Linked DNA regions of Hordeum vulgare: region 2 is linked to region 1. Evidence: chromatin contacts called from public Hi-C data. All regions are on one chromosome and are shown on one strand. Each heading gives the region's core, a stretch centred on a gene start, on an enhancer-like site or on the middle of the called end of the contact. The rest is flanking DNA. Distances are from core to core; before and after follow the strand shown. Region 1 has its middle 71 kb from the start of LOC123408482. Region 2 holds the start of LOC123410965 (receptor protein kinase-like protein ZAR1).

Region 1 (4,697 bases), core at 1,177-3,676:
TATCTGTTCCATCGTGATCCCATCTGGAGCCCTTTTTTGGTGCCCCTTCAGAGGGGGAATCGATCATGGAGGACATTTACATCAGCCTTGTTGCCTCCATGATGATGTGTGAGTAGTCCATCACAGACCTACGGGTCCATAGCTAGTACCTAGATGGTTTGTTCTTCCTTTTTGATCTTCAATACAATGTTTGTCGTGATTCCCATGGTGATCTATTTGATGTAATCTCCTTCTGCGGTGTGTTTGTTGGGATTCGATGAATTTTGGGTTTATGATCAGATTATTCATTGAAAGTAATTGAGTCTCCTCTGAATTCTATTATGCATGATTATTGTAGTTTCGTATTTCTCTCCGATCTATCCATTTTGGCTTGGCCAGCTACACTGATTTATCTTCAATGGGAGTGGTGTGTTGTAGTGGGTTCAATCTTGCGGTGCTCTATATCTCAGTGACAGAAGGGGATAAGACAAATATTTGAATTGTTGCGACTAAGGATAAAACGACGGGGTGTGAACATATTGCTTGTCGTACTTTTTCTACATCATGTCATCTTGCTTCATTCATTACTCTGTTTGTCATGAACTTAATACCTAGAGAGGCAAGCATAGAAGCGCTTTCGAAGTGGAGTAATAATAGTAGATGCAAGATCGGTCTAGTTGTTTTTGGGCGTAATTCCTATATACACATAATCATTTACGTGAATAGCATTTCACAACTATGCTCTATTCTATCAATTGTCAAACAGTAATTTGTATACCCACCGTGTGCTAGGTTCGAGAGAGAAGCCTCTACTGAAAACTATGCCCGTCGGGTTTACTTAATCCTACTATTAAAAAATCAATTTACCTTACTGCAGTTTATTTACTTTTATAATTTTATATCATATCTATATATTAGAATTAATCCTTGCAAGTAACGAGTTCAAGGGGGCATGACAACCCTCTTACGTGCGTTGGATGCAAGTGTTTGGTTTTTGTGTGTACGTGCTGATGACACGAGTTTGCATGATTCTCCTATTGATTCAATAACCTCGGTACTCACTTAGGAAAATACTTGTCCCTACTAGGCTGCATCACTCCTCCTCTTTTGGAAAAACCCAACGCCAGTTTACAAGTAGCACATGTCAACGAATCATTCTTTTATGATATCTAGAAAAAGCATTTTCCATGTTGCATACAACAGATTTGGCATCGCCGTACAAGAAACAATATAGTCCCTCCTCCTATCCCCTTGTAAAAAATCATTTTATGTCCATAACATTAGCCACAGAAAAAACCTTAAATAATTTGTTATAATACTAATTTCTAAATTTCAAATTTTGACCAATACAAAAACATGTCTAAAATCGCCATGAACTATAGAACAATTTCTTGACATTTTTTCCATGAAATATAATTCATCTATAGGAAACTTTATATGCCATGGCCCATTATGCATACAACATGTGAACCTGATGGAAAAAATGTTGGTTACATTTCTCTGCCATGGCAAATAAACATGACATTTTTGCCATGGCAAACTTTAAAAATTGGTTGTATGAACAATTTTTAAACTTGCCATGGAAACAAGTACAACAAATTGTCATGCTATGTACTGTAGAAAGCAATGGCCATGCCACATACAAATAATTTTCCACCCCTTACAGAAAAAGTGTGTCTTGCATCTCATTTCCTACCACTTGTTCTTCGATACTGAATTCAACACAACGACTAATCGATGGCCGAATATCGCAAGCACCCCATTGAAAGTAAAAGAACGAGGATGTGGAGGTCGCGGCCATGGCTACCACCGTTGAGCTCTTGAAACCCCGACCATGGTGCCTGGCCATGGATTCAATAGTTACGACGCCTCTCAAATCGATCCGAAAGGGAAGGAAGGAGGGTAAGACGCAACCCACGTTGGGGAGACATCGGTGAGCTCGAAGGAGACCCAGGAAGCAGGCCGACGGTGGGGAGCACGATGGAAGCATCGGTGGCGAGCCCAACCTCGGTCGTGCTACACCATGATTTTGTCACTGGATCTCCTCTCCATAACGGCTTGCCTCGGCTCCGCCGCCATCATCCATGGGCTCGACTGCACATGAGAAGATGCGAGGCCGGGGCGCAGTGCCCCTCCACGCGCTCTAGCCTCCCCCTCACCGTCGCCGCGCGCGTTGCTCTATTTCTGCCACCACTGATCTCGTCCCTGGATCCGACGACCTACTGCATCTTGAGCCTTCGGTCACGCGCGAGCCTCTTCATTACTTTCACTGCTCGTGTTGCGCCACCTCCTCCGATGCTGACCTCGTCCCTAGATCTAGTGGCCTCCTGCCTCTTGGTCGGGATTCGGCCTCCTCCTCCTTCGTCGCGGGGATCCAACGACATCATGGTTCATCGTCAGCCGCTGTGTGGTGATAGAGTAGAGAGGATAGGGAGAGGGACATGGAGAGCAGTGGGTGAGAGGAGAGGGATGGGGACATGAAGAGCGATGGGTAAGGAATGTTTGTTCGACGGCTCATGATCCCAAACGCATGGGAAATTTGATGTGGCAATGTTCATCGCCTTTAGAGCATCTACAACCGAACTTGTCAAATTTGCCCCCTATAAGCCCATGTGCGTGTCCAGACGCGTCCGCGGACAAAGCTCATCAGCCCTTCATGTGTTGCATCGCGCATCCACATACTTCAAATGTCGATCCTCAAATTCATGCAATCCATACACGTCGATCATCTGATACAAATTATCTGAATTCAACTATTCAAAACAAAGCAAATCAAACCACAGTTTAAGAAAACCGCACATGCTAAAATGAAATCAATGTCCGAGCGTGACAGATGGCTTGCTTGTCGGATCACTGTCCGGACACGACCATCCATGTCGCCTGCTCGTCCTGCTCCGCCTATATCTGGGTTGGCTGCTCCGCCTACATCCTCGCCACATGATCTGGTGTCGTTGCCGCCCTTTCCGCCTCGTGCATCGTACGATCATTGATCTCCTTCTTCTTATCCGCAAGCCACTTCTTTGCATGCTCATCCAAGAGCGTTTCGTTTGCCAACATGATCTTCACACCCTTTGCGTCCCATGCGAATTGCAACCTCTCCATCTCAAGCGCAATCTCTCCAAATGTCTTCGCCTTCTCGAGTTCCCATTTGATCGTGTATTTTGCTTCTCTAACTCGATCTTCTCCTCCTCAATTTCCATCCTCTTCTATGCCCTTGTACGGTCCCACTCCATCCTCTCCTTTTATGCATCCAACATGAGCTTGTACCTCTCCTCTTTTTTCCCTTACCGAAAAAATGACCATCCATGTGCACAACATTTTTGTAGCCGCGGCGTCATGGGAGACCCTTGCCTTCTCCCACTTGTTTCCCATGAGTTGTCAGTTATCCTTTGGCACGGTGGCTCTTCCATTTGTGATGATAACATCGACATGTTCATCGTCTAACCCAATGGATTAATGGGAGCTTGAGCCATCATTCCGCTGCCGTAGGAGGAAGGGACACCGATGGATGAGGGGGACTGTGTCCCCATCGTGGCGGTTGGGATGGGCTAGACGGCATCTAAGGCGGCGGATCGGGAACGGTGATGAGGATAGGGAGCAAGGGTGCCACACGACGAGGGCTCGACCGTGAGAAGAGGTTCAAGGGCGACGGGAGGAGGAAGAGTTTGGTGAATTTTATGCAATTTACGGTCGGGTCTGACATGATGGGTGCGTCTGGATGCCCCATATCCATCCATATTTAGGTTGGATATGAGGGGTGTCCGTCAGACCGGACATTTAAGGCCTACTTAAGAAACGGAAAAAGTCTATTTTAAACCCTTGATTTGTAGATGTTAAGCAAAATGAACCAGCACCTCAAAATATGTGTCAATTGGACCCTGAACTCTAGTCTAAAAAGAATCTTGGGCTTGTTTGGAAAGGCGAGATTGTCGACATAGCTGGGATTGTTTGCACGCTCTCGGAAAAAACTGGGCCAACCTAGACTCGCTCGGCTTGCTGTTCACTCCGTGGAGTCGCAAGGCCGAGCAACATATAGAGAACGCAAAATAAAAAATAATGCTAAGCTATTGTAATTTGCGAGTAACAAGATTTGTACTCGCTTGGGTGCGTTGACAGTTGCAGCCATCTATTAACCCTATAAAAGATCCAAAGAATCAGACCCAAACTATCTACACCGTCTATCGACAAGATCTAATGGTCCAAAGTATTTTTGTGTTTACCACAGCAAGCCATGCTAATACCCCATAACTTTTCGTCCTAATCTAACCGTCTAAGAACATGACACACTTTTTTTAAATAACTATGTGTCAATTATTCAACAATAGAATACAAATCCACACGTAGCCATGATCTAGAGACAACCAAAAGATCACTCACACAACACCTTGCACAAAGGATCCCACGAAAAATAACACTATAAATCTGAGAGACATAAATGCAAAACAATCAATTATCGCTGCCGTACGCCGTCTTGGCCGAAGCTTCAACGGACAAAGGGGAGACACCAACTTACCTAGAACCAAAGAAACGCCATAACAGACAAAGCTGCGTTGTGAGTCGATGAAACGGGTCTCTGTGTGACCCGAGACCTTGTGGCTCGTCGACCGGGGATCATCCCCACGCTATTCGGTTCACGACTCCGCTGCCCTGAAATGACATCGTCGAAGACGAGACCTGAAGACGCCACCCATCAACCACCCATCATGTGCTAAACCAAC
Region 2 (4,697 bases), core at 1,361-3,860, 190 kb before region 1:
TGAATTTGAAGTTTGAATTTAAAGGCCTCCAGTGAGCTCGGGAGCCAAAGCAATATTCGCCAGCCAAGGCTTTTTATCGTTTTTTCACCGCAAAAAGTGTAACGACACTGCTGCTGCAGCATTCCGAAACGCTAGCAAAAGGGATGCAGTTGTCCAGATCATGATCACCGGTCACATACATACATACACGGCCGCGAAGGTCGCAGCTACAAAAAAAAAACGAGTTCCAAACGCGCTAGTTACCACCGGTGCACACGCATCGGCGAACGATTCTTGGCTGGTTTCTTCACCGTCTCTAAACCTAGTAACGTTGGCAAATGCTAATCTGCGGAGCTAAGGATTTTAGAAACTACTGCTGCTGATGGTCGGATGAGAATGACGGGCCACGGCTTCTGTTTTCCCCGAATGATGGACGATGGATCGCCGGATTAGTTCACCCGATCGAGGCTCTCCGCGACGGCGCGCATGCGGGGGCGCAGCTCGGGGTCGGGCTCGGTGCAGCCGAGCGCCACGTGGAACACGGCGAGGACCTGCTTCTTGGCGTGCACCTCGCCGAGCAGCGACGGGTCGACCACCTCCGACAGCGGCCGCTCCTCCTTGAAGGCTCGCCGCACCCACGCCTCCAGCTCCAGCCCGCCCTCCCCCTCCGTCGGCTGCCGCCCGGTCACCGCCTCCAGCAGCACCACCCCGAACGCGAACACGTCCCCTTTCTGCGTCGCCGCCGCGGCCGTGCCCCCCGGCGCGCGCAGCTCCGGTGCCACGTACGACAGCGCCGACAGGGCGCCGCTGCGGAGCGCGCACGCCGCGCCGCCGAGCTTCCTCGACTGCGCCGTCTTGTGCGCGCCGGCGACGAGCCGGGCTAGTCCGAAGCCGGAGACGTGCGGACGGAGCTCGTCGTCGAGCAGGATCTTGGACGACTTGATGCAGCCGTGCACGTACCGGCGAGGGCTGCACTCGTGCAGGTATGCCAGCCCCCTCGCCGCGCCCTGCACGATGGACAGCCTCACCGACCACGGCAGTGGCGTTGGCGAAGCCGTCGGGCCACCTGATTCCAAGAATCTATTCAGTCCTACTATCTCTGGATCAAATGCAGCCTCTAGCCTATCAATCGATAAGACAAGATTTGGCCGGCACATTACCGTGTAGAGCGGAGTGGAGGGAGCCATTGCCGAGGTAGTCGTAGATGAGCAGCTTCTCGTCCGGGGCGTAGTAGTATGCGCGGAGTCGAGCGACGTTGGGATGGCGAGCGCGGCCGATGGCGGCGGCCTCGGTCTCGAAGGCACGGCGCCGGCGCCACCCGGACTCAGTGCCATCGCCGTCGTCGGGCTCGCTGAGACGGCGGACGGCTACGGCGGTGCCGCGGCCGGGAACGACCCTGTACACGATGCCGCCGCGGCTCTTCCCCACGACGTAGGCAGACGCGCGGAGCAGCTCCTCCAGCTCCATCCCGAAACCGTCGTCCACCGCCACGAACAGCTCCCCCTCCTCTCCGCCGCCGCGCCGCTCTTCAGTGCCGGCGAGCGTCACCGCCGCGCTCTTCTCCTTGGTCGACGACTCCTTGTCCTCGTTCCTGGTCGTTGCAGCGCACCGCCTCCGGCACTGCCATTGCAGCACTAGCCCGGCGACGATGGCCGCCACCACAATGACGGCAAGAATGGGCACCGTGGGCGACGACCGATGCTTGGGTGGCCTCCCAACCTCCGCCGCCGCACCAGGGTTCATGCCATTGTTCGACTGCGGGATCCTTGGCTCCTCCCTCTCCCCGGCGCACTCGATCTTGAGCGGAAACCCGCAGAGCCTCGGGTTGTCGTCGAAGGCGGTGGGGCCCTGGTTGACGAGCGAGCCCACCTGCGGGATCTCGCCGGCGAGGTCGTTCCCCCGGAGGTCAAGGCTGACGGCGACGGGAATGCCGCCGAACTCCGGCGGGATCCCGCCGACAAAATGGTTGTAGCTGAGGTTGAGCACGCCGGAGAGACTCGGAAGCCCCGCGATGGACGGCGGCAGCGTCCCGTTGAGCTGGTTGGAGGACAAATCGAGGCGAGACAGGGACGCGAGCCTCCCAATCCCCGCAGGAATCTGGCCGGACAGGAAGTTGTGCGCCAGGTCGAGGGTGGTGAGCTTCTGCAGCGCGGAGATGGCGACCGGGATCTGGCCGGAGAGGCGGTTGGCCGGCAGCGACAGCGTCTCGAGCTCGGAGAGCAGGGAGAGCTCGGAGGGCAGGTAGCCGGCTAGCGAGAGGTTGGCGAGCTCCACGCCGGCGACCCGGCCCCCGCCGCCGTCGACGCAGGTGACGCCGGCCCAGCTGCAGGGGTCAGCGTCGGCGTCCCTCCAGGTATCGAGACCGCTGCCAGGGTCATCGGTGACCGCGAACTTGAGCGCGAGAAGCGCCAGGCCGTCCGTGTTCAGCGCTGCCGCCGCCACGGCCACGACCGCCAGCAGCACCGCCACCGCCGCCACACGCACGGCCGCCATTTCGACGGAAGAAACAACTCGTATCTGCCTCTCGGAAGTCGGAATAGCGAGCACTAGGCTACAACAAACAGCCCTGCCATTTCTTGGGAGCACGCGGGGTTGCAGCACAGAAGGTGGGGAGAAGAGGACAGCCGAGGGACTGGGTTTAGGCCGGGGAGTGAGATTTTACTTCCGAAATGACGGAAATGGGCTCCTGGAGGATCATGTCCGTTCTGTTGTTTGGGGCCTACATGAGGGGCATTTCGGGGATGTGGATTCGAACAGCAGGGCGCTGGAGGTGGAGGGGTGAGGTGGGCTTTGGGCTTGGCTGGTGGGATTCGATCGAAGCTCTTTGCTCGGGGCGACTTTTGCTAAAGTAGTAATTAAGCGTGTTGGCATGTGGGAAATCTCAAGGATTAGTGGTTTAGAATCCCCAGGGTTAACGTTGATATTTATCATACTGGTAGTACTACTTAGTAGTATGCTCTTCTGCTGGAGTGGTCGGGGTGATTGGCTACTCCTGAGGCTGCGCGCTGGGGCCCTGCTGGATTCGAGCCTCTTCGTTTGAATTTGTGCAGGCGCCGGCACATGGTACTGGGGCTGTGTATGGGGTCCTGTTTGCATTTGATCAGTGGTTGATGGTGTCTGCTTGCAGCCCGTATAGGATTAAAAAATTAGGGATGTTTTTGATTTTCAAATCTGTGACCAAGATGGCAAAACTTGCAATCACAATCCTTGCTTCCAAGACATCAAATACTCCCTTCGTTCCTAAATATAAGACCTTATAGAGATTTCACTATAGACTACATACGAAGCAAAATGAGTGAATCTATATTTTAAAATATGTCTATATACATCCGTATGTAGTCCATAGTACAAACTTTACAAGGTCTTATATTTAGGAACGGAGGGAGTACATGTGAACACATGCACGTCTATCATTTATGTACTGCACACAAATACAAATCAAATCATTCATACTTAAGAATACATAATAAAAGCATAGTGCAAATATAAGTATTGTTTTAAAAAGCTTAACTAGGCTGTGTTTGGTAGGCTACATTAAACGAGACATGCTCACTCTAGACATGCTCAGTACATGTAATTGCAGTTGTTTGGTAGCACTGTATGTATTGACGCATGCTAAACTGAGACTGTGTTTGGTAGACTGCATTAAACGAGACATGCTATGTCGAGACTGTGTTTAGTAGCGTGTATGTGAGCTAGGTTGCATGAATATATTTTTTGGCGTCAAGACAATATTGACAAAACATATCAACATTTGAGTGAACAATTCCAACTAAAATATTATCATGACGACAAAATCAATAATTGACATAACACATATAATAACCATAATTTTTAATGGTGCACGAATAGATTCATATTACATAATAACCATAAATTGTAGCAGCGTACAAGTAGATTCATATTACATAAGACATAACAACCATAACCAAAAGGGATAGTTTCAACAATCATCAACTAACATCAACTCAAAGAAGATCAGGATTTGCTTTCAAGATACGCTTGAACGATGCTTGACGGACTTCCTCATCCATCTTCATAAAGTTAAGGCATTTTCCCTTATGTTCTGTGAGAAAATCTAAAACACCCAAGCGCTCATTTTGATCAAACATAGTAAGGTCCATCACGGCCTTGTACAAGTCAAGGTGTGTTTTAGCATGACAAGTGTTGTTGATAGCAGTTGCAATCTCACGCATAGCATCAGTCATGTTGCTACACTGGAGTGAATCCTCCTCAGTCAAACTAGATGACCTCTTTCTCTTTTTATTTGAAGTGGGTGAAGGGTTCTGAGTGGCACTAGCATTAGGAAGTGCAAAGCTAGACCCAGGAAGATCTTTCAATACCTCACCAGTTGTCCCTTGCCCCTCTGTGACATTGGGTTTATCTTTGTCTTCCACAACAATAGGTGTTCCCAGTGGCACACTGATTCCCATTGAATAAATCCGGGTGGCATGCTTATTAGCAAAGGATAGTTTCATATAATTGTAATACTCAAGTGGGGAATTGATCAGTTCGACATCAGTTGGATGATCCTGCAACACCATTTCAACAAAAGTACTTAGCTATAAAACATCGACATTTTTAGGTGTAAAACATCAGCATTTTTAGCTGTAAAACATCATGGTTTTTAGCTGTAAAACAACATCATTTTCAGCCTTAAAACAACATCATTTACAACTATACAACAACATCATTTTCAGCTGTAAAACATCAGCATT

What was found. Hi-C and Micro-C count contacts between places; a contact is called where the count stands out from the background.
Region 2: a Hi-C map of leaf shows a contact between it and region 1, with 8 times the contacts expected there. The contact joins the promoter of LOC123410965 here to the enhancer-like site in region 1. A contact is called at or near these places in 1 of 6 Hi-C or Micro-C datasets (leaf) and 1 of 1 datasets of contacts at active chromatin or transcription factors (embryo).

Annotation. Positions count from the first base shown.
Region 1 is chr7H:172,650,685-172,655,381 of MorexV3_pseudomolecules_assembly, reverse strand. No RefSeq gene overlaps it. Among protein-coding and RNA genes, the nearest start is that of LOC123408482, 71 kb to the right of the region's middle. Within about 2 kb of position 2,426, at least 1 of the 3 cell types and tissues checked has open chromatin away from gene starts, as enhancers often do. A contact at or near this core is called in leaf, where this site is marked.
Region 2 is chr7H:172,839,949-172,844,645 of MorexV3_pseudomolecules_assembly, reverse strand. LOC123410965 (receptor protein kinase-like protein ZAR1) reads right to left here and starts at 2,610. Exons shown (of 2, transcript XM_045103883.1): 1 at 1,140-2,610; 2 at 133-1,045. The coding sequence starts at 2,472. The coding sequence ends at 429.